Linked DNA regions of Mus musculus: all the other regions are linked to region 2. The links are chromatin contacts, called in public Hi-C maps. All regions are on one chromosome and are shown on one strand. The core of a region is the stretch at or near the end of the contact, and the rest is flanking DNA. Distances in the headings are between cores, read along the strand shown. Region 1 has its middle 30 kb from the start of Gm35531. Region 2 has its middle 230 kb from the start of Gm42341. Region 3 overlaps Kazn (kazrin, periplakin interacting protein).

Region 1 (2,700 bases), core at 144-2,643, 610 kb after region 2:
TGCTGTCACTGCGATCTCCCCACCATGATGAATTATAGCATCAAACTCTGTCTTGCTTACTTTCCTATAACTGTGCAAAAATGCCATCACCGAGGCAACTTACAGAAGGAGCGTGTATTTGGGGGCTTACAGATTCAGAGGGTGAGTTCATGACCACCATGGTTGGAAGCATGGCAGCAGGCAGGCAGGGACGGTGCTAGAGCAATAACCGAGAGCTTTATATCCTGACCCACAAGGGTGAGACAGAGCATTAAAATGGCATCATGGGCTTTTGAAATCCCAAAGCCCACCTCCAGAGACAGACCTCCCCCCACACGGACACACCTCCAAATCCTTTCCAAACAGTTCACCTAACTGGGGAACAAGTATTTAAACATAAGTAATTTGTTTGAATGGGCTCAAACCTGTGAGCCCTGCCCCACTTAGGTTACTTCGGTCAGCATCTCCTATCTCTGCTTTCCCACATCCTGCCTCATCGTTCCCAAAAGCCTCTCTTTTGTGAAAAGTGATTTTTTGAGAAGTGATTCTGCTCCCCAGCTTGCCTTAACCCACAGCATCCTTGGAAAGAGAGGGCATGTTGGGATGTCAAGAACACAAAATGCCTGACGACAGCCCACTGAAGCCCCTCGGCTGTCTCATGCAGCTCCTCTAAGGTCCTTCTTGGCCTGCAGATCTGAGAGAGGGGTCCCTCTGTGACCCGTGAAGATGAGCACACAGTCAGTAAACGCTGATCTACAGTCCTTGGGCAATAAAGTCCTTGATTAGAGACAGCATTCTCTCTGTGTCCCCTGTGCTTAAGTGGATTGCACAGTAGAGACTGGATGGATGAATGGATAGATGGATGGATGATGGATGGATGGATGGATGGATGGATGGATGGATGAATGGATGGATCCCTGGGCATGTGTCTTCCAGATTCTAGTTCCAGATCTAAGATTTTAGGCTCTTATCAGTAATAAGAAAATCAACTCAACAAGTTCTGTGTGTGTCATTTGGGCAGCCAGTGTAGTGTAGCGCTCTCTCTCTCTCTCTCTCTTTCTCTCCCCCCCCCCCCCCCAAGGCTGGGCAGGAAGCATCCACAGCCCCAGTGTTGACATAGGCCAGTGTCCCAGGGCCAGTAGCTGACCTGACACAGATGACTGCCCAGCATCAGAGGGGATGAGGTTTGGAAATTGAGCATCCAAGGCCTATCATCTTTCAGTATAGGAGGGTCTGTAGCTGACCCGCTCGCTGTTAGCTTTTTCCCATTACCCACGCCTCTTTCTCCCTGAACCAGGGCAGTTGAGTGCCCCAGAAGCTCAGCTACCACCTGAAGCTATGTCCCTCATCCCCAGTGGCTTGCATGCTGGGCACACACACACTTCAGGCTCAGGGCAACTCTGCCAGCCGGGAAATAGCAGACTGAGCCTGATTAGCATATGAAGCTCGATTTCCTTGGCTGGGTCTGGAGCTGTCACAGCCTAATTAGAAAAGCTGCCAGATCAGCAGGCTCTCTCATTAACTCCCTTCCAATCCCACCCACATCTCTTGCTAAAGACCCCCCACAGCCTGTGACCAAAAGCACCAGTCCTCTGGGGGCACACCAGGGCTCCAGGCATGGGGGTCACAACCCTATCATAACCTAATGTATGACCCAGCAAGAGGCTTATCTTCCGGGAGGGTGGGACATACCAGGTCTCACAGTGACAGAGGGACTTCACACTGTGTTCTGTAGAAAGTGAGGAGGCAGCCTCATCCCCAGCAGCAGGGAAACTCTGCCCCTCCCTGGTCCAAAAAAACAAAGCAGGCAGACATAGGGCGTGGGAGACTGGGCTTGACTCAGGTAGCCAGGAAGGCTGTGAGAGGGAGAGGTACACTTTAGCTGAGGCTTGAATGACAGGAGAGTTGAGAGCCAGCAATGTGAAGGAAAGATGGTCCAGGGCAAGGCCAGTGAATGCAAGTAAGATAAAAAACAGCTTCCTTTAAAAAAGCCAAGGAGACACACAAGCAAGGATGGGGGGGGGGGGTCGGAACACGATATAATGAGATCAGAAGAAATGCTAGGTGAATGAAAGAATGAGTGAGTGAGTGAGTGAATGAATGAATCAATCAATCAATCAATCAATCAATGAAGTTTCTACACAGATGGCTTCTCTATCACTGTAGGAAGAGCTTCAGTGCAGGGAGCGAAAAGAAGAAAACCGTGGGAAGCAGGCACCAGACTAGGACTGGCTCTGTGTTGTGCACGTGCTGTATCGCCAAGTGACAGTTCATTAATAGATGCTAAGTCTTTCTCACACCTGAACATCTGGCTCTCCCTTCTCACATCTGAACATCTGGCTCTCCCATCAGTCCCCAGGATGGAGTGTTACAATTGCCCCCATTTTACAGAAGGAAGAGTGAGGCCCAGAGAAGGGAAATCAGTTCCCCCACTGCACACACATGTGTGATAGAAGCAGGGCGGAGCCCCAGCACCAAGTCTGAGTCACTGTGGGGCAAGTGTCTTCTCTGTCCTCAGAAGGGGACCTGCTGTGCACTCAGTGGCAACCCAAGCCCTACCATCCAGAACCTTTGACTTGAATGTCCAGCTGGGACCTCAAGATGGCTCTCAACAGACTGATGAGGGAGGACCCTCTACAGTAGACGTCGTTCATTCAAACCATGCCATATGTGCGGGCCGGCTTCCTCCAGTCAGCTCCCAGTTTTCCCATCCTCCCTTGC
Region 2 (2,700 bases), core at 6-2,505:
CTCTCTCTCTCTCTCTCCCTCTCCCTCTCCCTCTCCCTCTCCCTCTCTCTCTCCCTCTCCCCTTTCTCATGCCATGTGTATGCCATATATGTGCAGGTGCCCACAGGGGCCAGAAGATAGCATCGGATCCACTGGGTCTGGCTTTACGGGCAGCTGTAAGCAGCCTACTGTGAGCAGGGAACTAAACTTGGATCCCCTGGAAGAGCAGCAAATGCCCGTAACCACTAAGCCATCTCTTCAGCCCCGTTCTCCCCGGTTCTCCCTGATCTACTTTTCTTCTGGTGCCTAGCCATGAGATCCCTGCTTGTGGGTAGCTGAGGCTCCCAGCAGTGTAACTCAGCTGTTTCCCGACTGCACCCTGTCTACCTGGTGACACACAGCTCAAGGGTAACAGGTGGCAGAACCTTCAAGTTCTGTCTGAACATTGAGAGGCTCATCCCAGCACTGTAGAAACAGCTCAGCTAGACATGATGCATGAGGCTGATATTAGGGTCTGATCTATTAGGCTCTCTGTGCAGAAAAAAAAAAAAAACAAAAACCTTGCTATTTAAACAGATTACCCATATTATAGATTAGGAAGTTGACACCCAGAGAGGTTGAGTCGCTTTCCCAGAATTGCACAGCTAGGCAATGAAGGGCTAGGATGAAGACAAAGGCATCTGGATGCAGCAGAAAGAGAGGAGTCATTTTGCTGACAATGTCTGCTTAATCTATTGTGTGCCCTTAAGTACCCCAGCCTTTGCTCTCTTCCAAGGCTTGTCTTCCTCCCCACCCCCACCCCCACTCCACCCCTCACTGCATTTTCTTTTATTTTTTATTGGTTATTTACATCTTTTTCCCCAATTTTTTATTAGGTATTTTCTTCATTTACATTTCAAATGCTATCCCGAAAGTCCCCTATAGCCCCCCCCCCCCCCCGCACCTGCATTTTCTGATCTACTATTGCTAACAGATATATCAGAGGGGCCTGGCCCTTCTTAACAGCAATGTCAGGCTTTTTTTTTTTTTTTCCCTCCAGAGCTGTGACCTTGGGAGAACACTATCCTTTCCTGACCTTGGTGTCCCTTGTGATTTCATAAGGACTATAGGGGAATTTTAATAGAATTGCTAATGGATGGGCTTTCAGGGTAGAGAATTTAATAACCATAGAGCAAAGGCCTTGGGATGTCTGTCGGCAAGGGCAAGAGAGCTTGGACATCTGGGTTTAAGGGATATTGTCCAGTGTCTGCCCCAAGAACACCATGAAGTGTGGTAGATGGCCAGAAGGGGGCACTCTTCCCTTACCACTCAGCCTATCCTCAGTGTGGTGCCTGCCCCAACCAGGAAGAACTGGAAGCACAAATTGGGGCTTCTTTCTCTTTGAACCTCAGTGCCCCAGCCTGGTCTGGCTGTTAAAGCCTCAGCCCTGACCCTGGGAAGATCTGGTGCCCGACCCCGAGAAGCCTATGCAGCAGATGGCCTGTAACATGGGACATCACACAGGGTGACTGGATTTACCCTGTCTCATCTGCTTAGCAGGTGTCAAATAGGAAGCTCAGCTTGCTTCTGCAGGGCTTGGCTCCCCCTCCCCCCTCTATGGTTGTCTTTTATCCTGCAGGAGCAGGTCCTGGCATAGAAGTTTCCTAGCTTGAGCAGGACATAGTCAGGCATCTAAAACCACTCCCTCCCCTCCTGCCCAGAGCTCTCTGGAACCCTTCATATCCCATTTGTCCAGATGGTTTACCAGTACTCTCTGCCCAGCTCCTGGTATCACTGTCTTGTGACTCCTGGGGCCTCTCCTTCCTTCCCCTTCCCTCCTCTCTGCCTCCAGCATCTGCACTCTCTGCTCTAGCATCCACTGCAGGAACACGTCCCCAGGGTGGGCTCTGTGCAAACCTCAGACTGCAAAGTGGATTAATGAGAACTTACAGAGCCCCGCTTCCTCAAAGTGATGACTGTTGAGCTAGACCCAGAATCAGCATCTTTTTTGATCTAACATTTATCCAGAGTTTACTACAGGCTGGAAAATGTCAGGTGCTCTCTATCTTCACTCTCATGAGCTACAGGCAAACATACTGCAGCTTTTTTTTTTCCCCAGTTTTACACCCTACCCTGTTTCTTTGACGATGACCATGAACCAGAGAGGCAGAAATGCTTCCTTGGCTCTGAGCCTTGAATCTAGGTTGGTCACATATAAATTCCACTCTTCTCATCTTTAGCTGGTCCCCCTGGATCCCTCTGTGATGCCTCTGGTTTAGTATAGCAAAATATACAGACAGGGCAGCTCAGATCATAGGTATTCACTGCTCATCGTTTTGGAGGCTGAGAGTCCAAGCCAATGGTGGTGACCCTCTCCCCTTTTTTGTACATACGAGGGCTAATCTTGACTATCAACATATATCACAGATCTAGAATCACCATGGAAATGAACTTCTGGGTAGGGTATGCTTCTGAGGTCATTCCCAGACAGGTTTAGCCGAGGGAGGAAGGAAGACCCACCCTGAGTGCAGAAGCACTATTTCATGGGCAGGGGACCTGGAGTGAAATAAAAGAAAGGGAATGAGCTGAGCACCAGCATCCATTTCTCTCTGCTTCCTGACTGTGGGTGTGATGTGATGGCTGCCTCACGTTCCTCTACGATGGACTGTACTCTCAAACCGTGAGCCAAACGAACCTCAAGTAGCCTCTTATCAGGCATTTGGTCCCAGTAATGGGAAAAGT
Region 3 (2,700 bases), core at 10-2,509, 740 kb after region 2:
CAGAACTAGCCTGGCCTCTCAACGCTGGATTAAAGAAAAACAAATAAACATGGAGAAAATTTACTCAGAAAAGCGTGATTTGGTCAGAGTCCAAGCTGGCCCTTGTACTGCTCTGCCACTTAAGAGTGGGGCCAAGCTGGGCGTGGTGGCGCACGCCTTTAATCCCAGAACTCGGGAGGCAGAGGCAGGTGGATCTCTGAGTTCGAGGCCAGCCTGGTCTACAAAGTGAGTTCCAGGGCTATACAGAAAAACCCTGTCTCGAAAAACCAAAAAAAAAAAAAAAAAAAGAGTGGGGCCACACTAACCCAAAAGTCCGCCCCCCTTTTGTGCTTTCGTCTAGTAAACAGCAGTACTGGGGTTGGGGGTAGAACCTATAGCTTTGTGCATGCAAGGGAAACCCCAACCACTGAGCCACAGTGCCCTGCCAGCACCTCCTTAATGAAAGAATACCTTCCAAATGGCACTTGTTAGTCCGACACTGAAGTAGAGTCACCCAGAGCTGTTCCTTAGGGAAATGCTGAGGTCCTGGGGTAACGGGTGACTGACACCCTGGCTTGTGCAGTACTCAACCTCCAGGGCCATCCTCAGTAGCCTTTCTGCATGCTTTCCCGATCATACTCCCAGGCTCCAACCCGTGTAACAGATAATAGTAACAACAATAATATCTAACATTCATTAAGCATACACGCCATGGGCCAGGCTCCATGCTGTGTGTTCCGTAATTAACTCTGTTAACCCCCAGCCTGTATTACCTACCGGTGAGGAACCTGAGGCCCAGTCACATCTGTGAGTGTGGGAATTGTAGGTAAGCACTACTATGCCTGAATTGCACAGGGCTGGGCATGGAACCCAGGGCTTTGAGCCAGGGGAGTCTGGCTGAATCCCAGCATCTAGAACTGGGAGGGGCCAGGCTCTATAGGTATGCCTGCCCTCTGGGGTGCAGGACCTGGCTGAAAGATCCCCTCACCCCCACTGGCTCACACAATGGCCTCTGACCCAGCCTGGTACTACTTTACTGTTATAAGGCAGTCTTCCCATCGGCCTTATCTCATGTGCCCAAAAGCTCTACCCCCATAGGAGTAATGCCAGACTACACAGCAGAAGTAGGCTGGGGTCCAGCGCAAGCTCTGTGTCCTTCCTCCTGGCCAGAACGGCACCAGTATGACCTGCATTTGTCCTGTGGGCCAAGCCCAGTCCTGTCATACCTGAGCCATGGACTTGAGAGCCAGCTCCTCTCCCGCAGGGCAAGGCATATGGCACCCCAACCGTAAGGGATGAATCAGCAAGTGGCCCAGAGCTGCGCCCCACACCTCAACAATGTGGCACTGGCCCACTGCTGTTGGCTTTGTGCTCTGGGAACCCAGGAGAGGGCTGGCTGCATCGTGGAATCTTGCCCTGGGGAAATGTACAGGGGATTGAAACCGATGCTCACTCGTGTTAGACACGTGCTGTACTACCAGGTTTCATTGCCCAGGACTCTTTATTTATCTATTTATTTTTATTTTGAGACAGGACTCAGTAAGTTGCCTAGGCTGGTCTTATACTTGAAATTCTCCTGCCTCATACTCTCTGGTAGCTGGTATCACAAGCAAGCACTCTCAGGTCTGGCTTTCAAACAACACAGTTTTTGAACACCTCCAACTTACATTTTAACTAAAGAGACCTCACAGAGGCCTCCCCCATCACCCCCACATCCCTCTCTATTATGACAAATGACTCTTAAGCTCTTTCAACCTGGACCTCTACTAGGTGGGCTCTGTCCTGATAAAGGACAGCTACAGAAATGTGCATGATAAAATAGTTCTTTGTGAGCTTATAAAGAATCTCTATGGCTGGTTGGTAGTGGTACACACCTTTAATTCCAGCCCAGAGGCAGATCTCTGAGTTCGAGGCCAGCCTGGTCTATAGAGCAAGTTCCAGGACAGCTAGGACTACACAGAGAAACCATGTTTCAAAAAACAATAATAAAAACCAATATCTGTATGGTAGATGACCTTTAGATATCAAAGTCATAGCTGGGTCTCCCTCTGTGATGGCCGCTGGGATGTGGTAATGGCCTCCTCAGCTACCCTTCCTTGCATGGTGGTGTCCTGAGGCCCAGATCAGGGAAGATGCTTGAATAAGCAGCTGGGGCGTATTAGCCTGTGTTCTCCACAGCTGTATCCCAGAGAACAAGGTCCCCAGAGAATTAGTGTTTGAGAAGCAAGACCAGAGGTTTGGGATATATTTCAGGGCTCTAACACAGTTAGAACATGGGTTCCATCTCCAGTGCCACCTAGTAACAGGGCATGGGATATGAAGGCAGAGGATCAGAAGACCAGGGTCACCCTTGGCTGTGTAAGAAGCTGAAGCCAGTCTGGGCTGCACTAGACACTATCTAACACACACGTGCTTGCACACACACACACAGGGAGCAGTGGGGACATCAGGATGAAGTCTTTTCTAGTGAGCGTTGGTTTGGGGAACTCCCTAGTTGCTTTCTATTGCATCACCAGGAGGTGGAGGATATCCCTAGAAAGCAGCAGTTGAGGACCCCAGTATTAGGGAAGCAAATTGTGTGCAGTGCCCCACACTCATGTGAAAGATAGGTCTTTGGGAAGCCATTGTCCCATTGTAAGGACCCTTGCAGTCTCCAGTAGGTCCCAGGCCATGTCTGGGTCATATATATATATATATGTGTGTGTGTGTGTGTGTGTGTGT

What was found. Hi-C and Micro-C count contacts between places; a contact is called where the count stands out from the background.
Region 1: a Hi-C map of neural stem cells shows a contact between it and region 2, with 4 times the contacts expected there. The contact joins two enhancer-like sites. A contact is called at or near these places in 36 of 484 Hi-C or Micro-C datasets (the AtT-20 cell line, brain, cerebellar granule neurons and 22 more) and 2 of 115 datasets of contacts at active chromatin or transcription factors (astrocytes and embryonic basal ganglia).
Region 3: a Hi-C map of cerebellum shows a contact between it and region 2, with 2.8 times the contacts expected there. The contact joins two enhancer-like sites. A contact is called at or near these places in 7 of 484 Hi-C or Micro-C datasets (cerebellum, embryonic heart, nephron progenitors and 4 more) and 2 of 115 datasets of contacts at active chromatin or transcription factors (cardiomyocytes and embryonic basal ganglia).

What each region holds. Positions count from the first base shown.
Region 1 is chr4:142,266,449-142,269,148 of GRCm38.p6, reverse strand. No RefSeq gene overlaps it. Among named protein-coding and RNA genes, the nearest start is that of Gm35531, 30 kb to the right of the region's middle. Within about 2 kb of position 1,393, at least 37 of the 459 cell types and tissues checked have an H3K27ac peak or open chromatin away from gene starts, as enhancers often do. A contact at or near this core is called in brain, neural stem cells and stem cell-derived neural stem cells, where this site is marked.
Region 2 is chr4:142,879,241-142,881,940 of GRCm38.p6, reverse strand. No RefSeq gene overlaps it. Among named protein-coding and RNA genes, the nearest start is that of Gm42341, 230 kb to the right of the region's middle. Within about 2 kb of position 1,255, at least 20 of the 459 cell types and tissues checked have an H3K27ac peak or open chromatin away from gene starts, as enhancers often do. A contact at or near this core is called in brain, cerebellum, neural stem cells and 1 more, where this site is marked.
Region 3 is chr4:142,135,485-142,138,184 of GRCm38.p6, reverse strand. All of the region lies in intron 11 of Kazn (kazrin, periplakin interacting protein), which reads left to right. Among named protein-coding and RNA genes, the nearest start is that of Gm35581, 9.7 kb to the right of the region's middle. Within about 2 kb of position 1,259, at least 7 of the 459 cell types and tissues checked have an H3K27ac peak or open chromatin away from gene starts, as enhancers often do. A contact at or near this core is called in cerebellum, where this site is marked.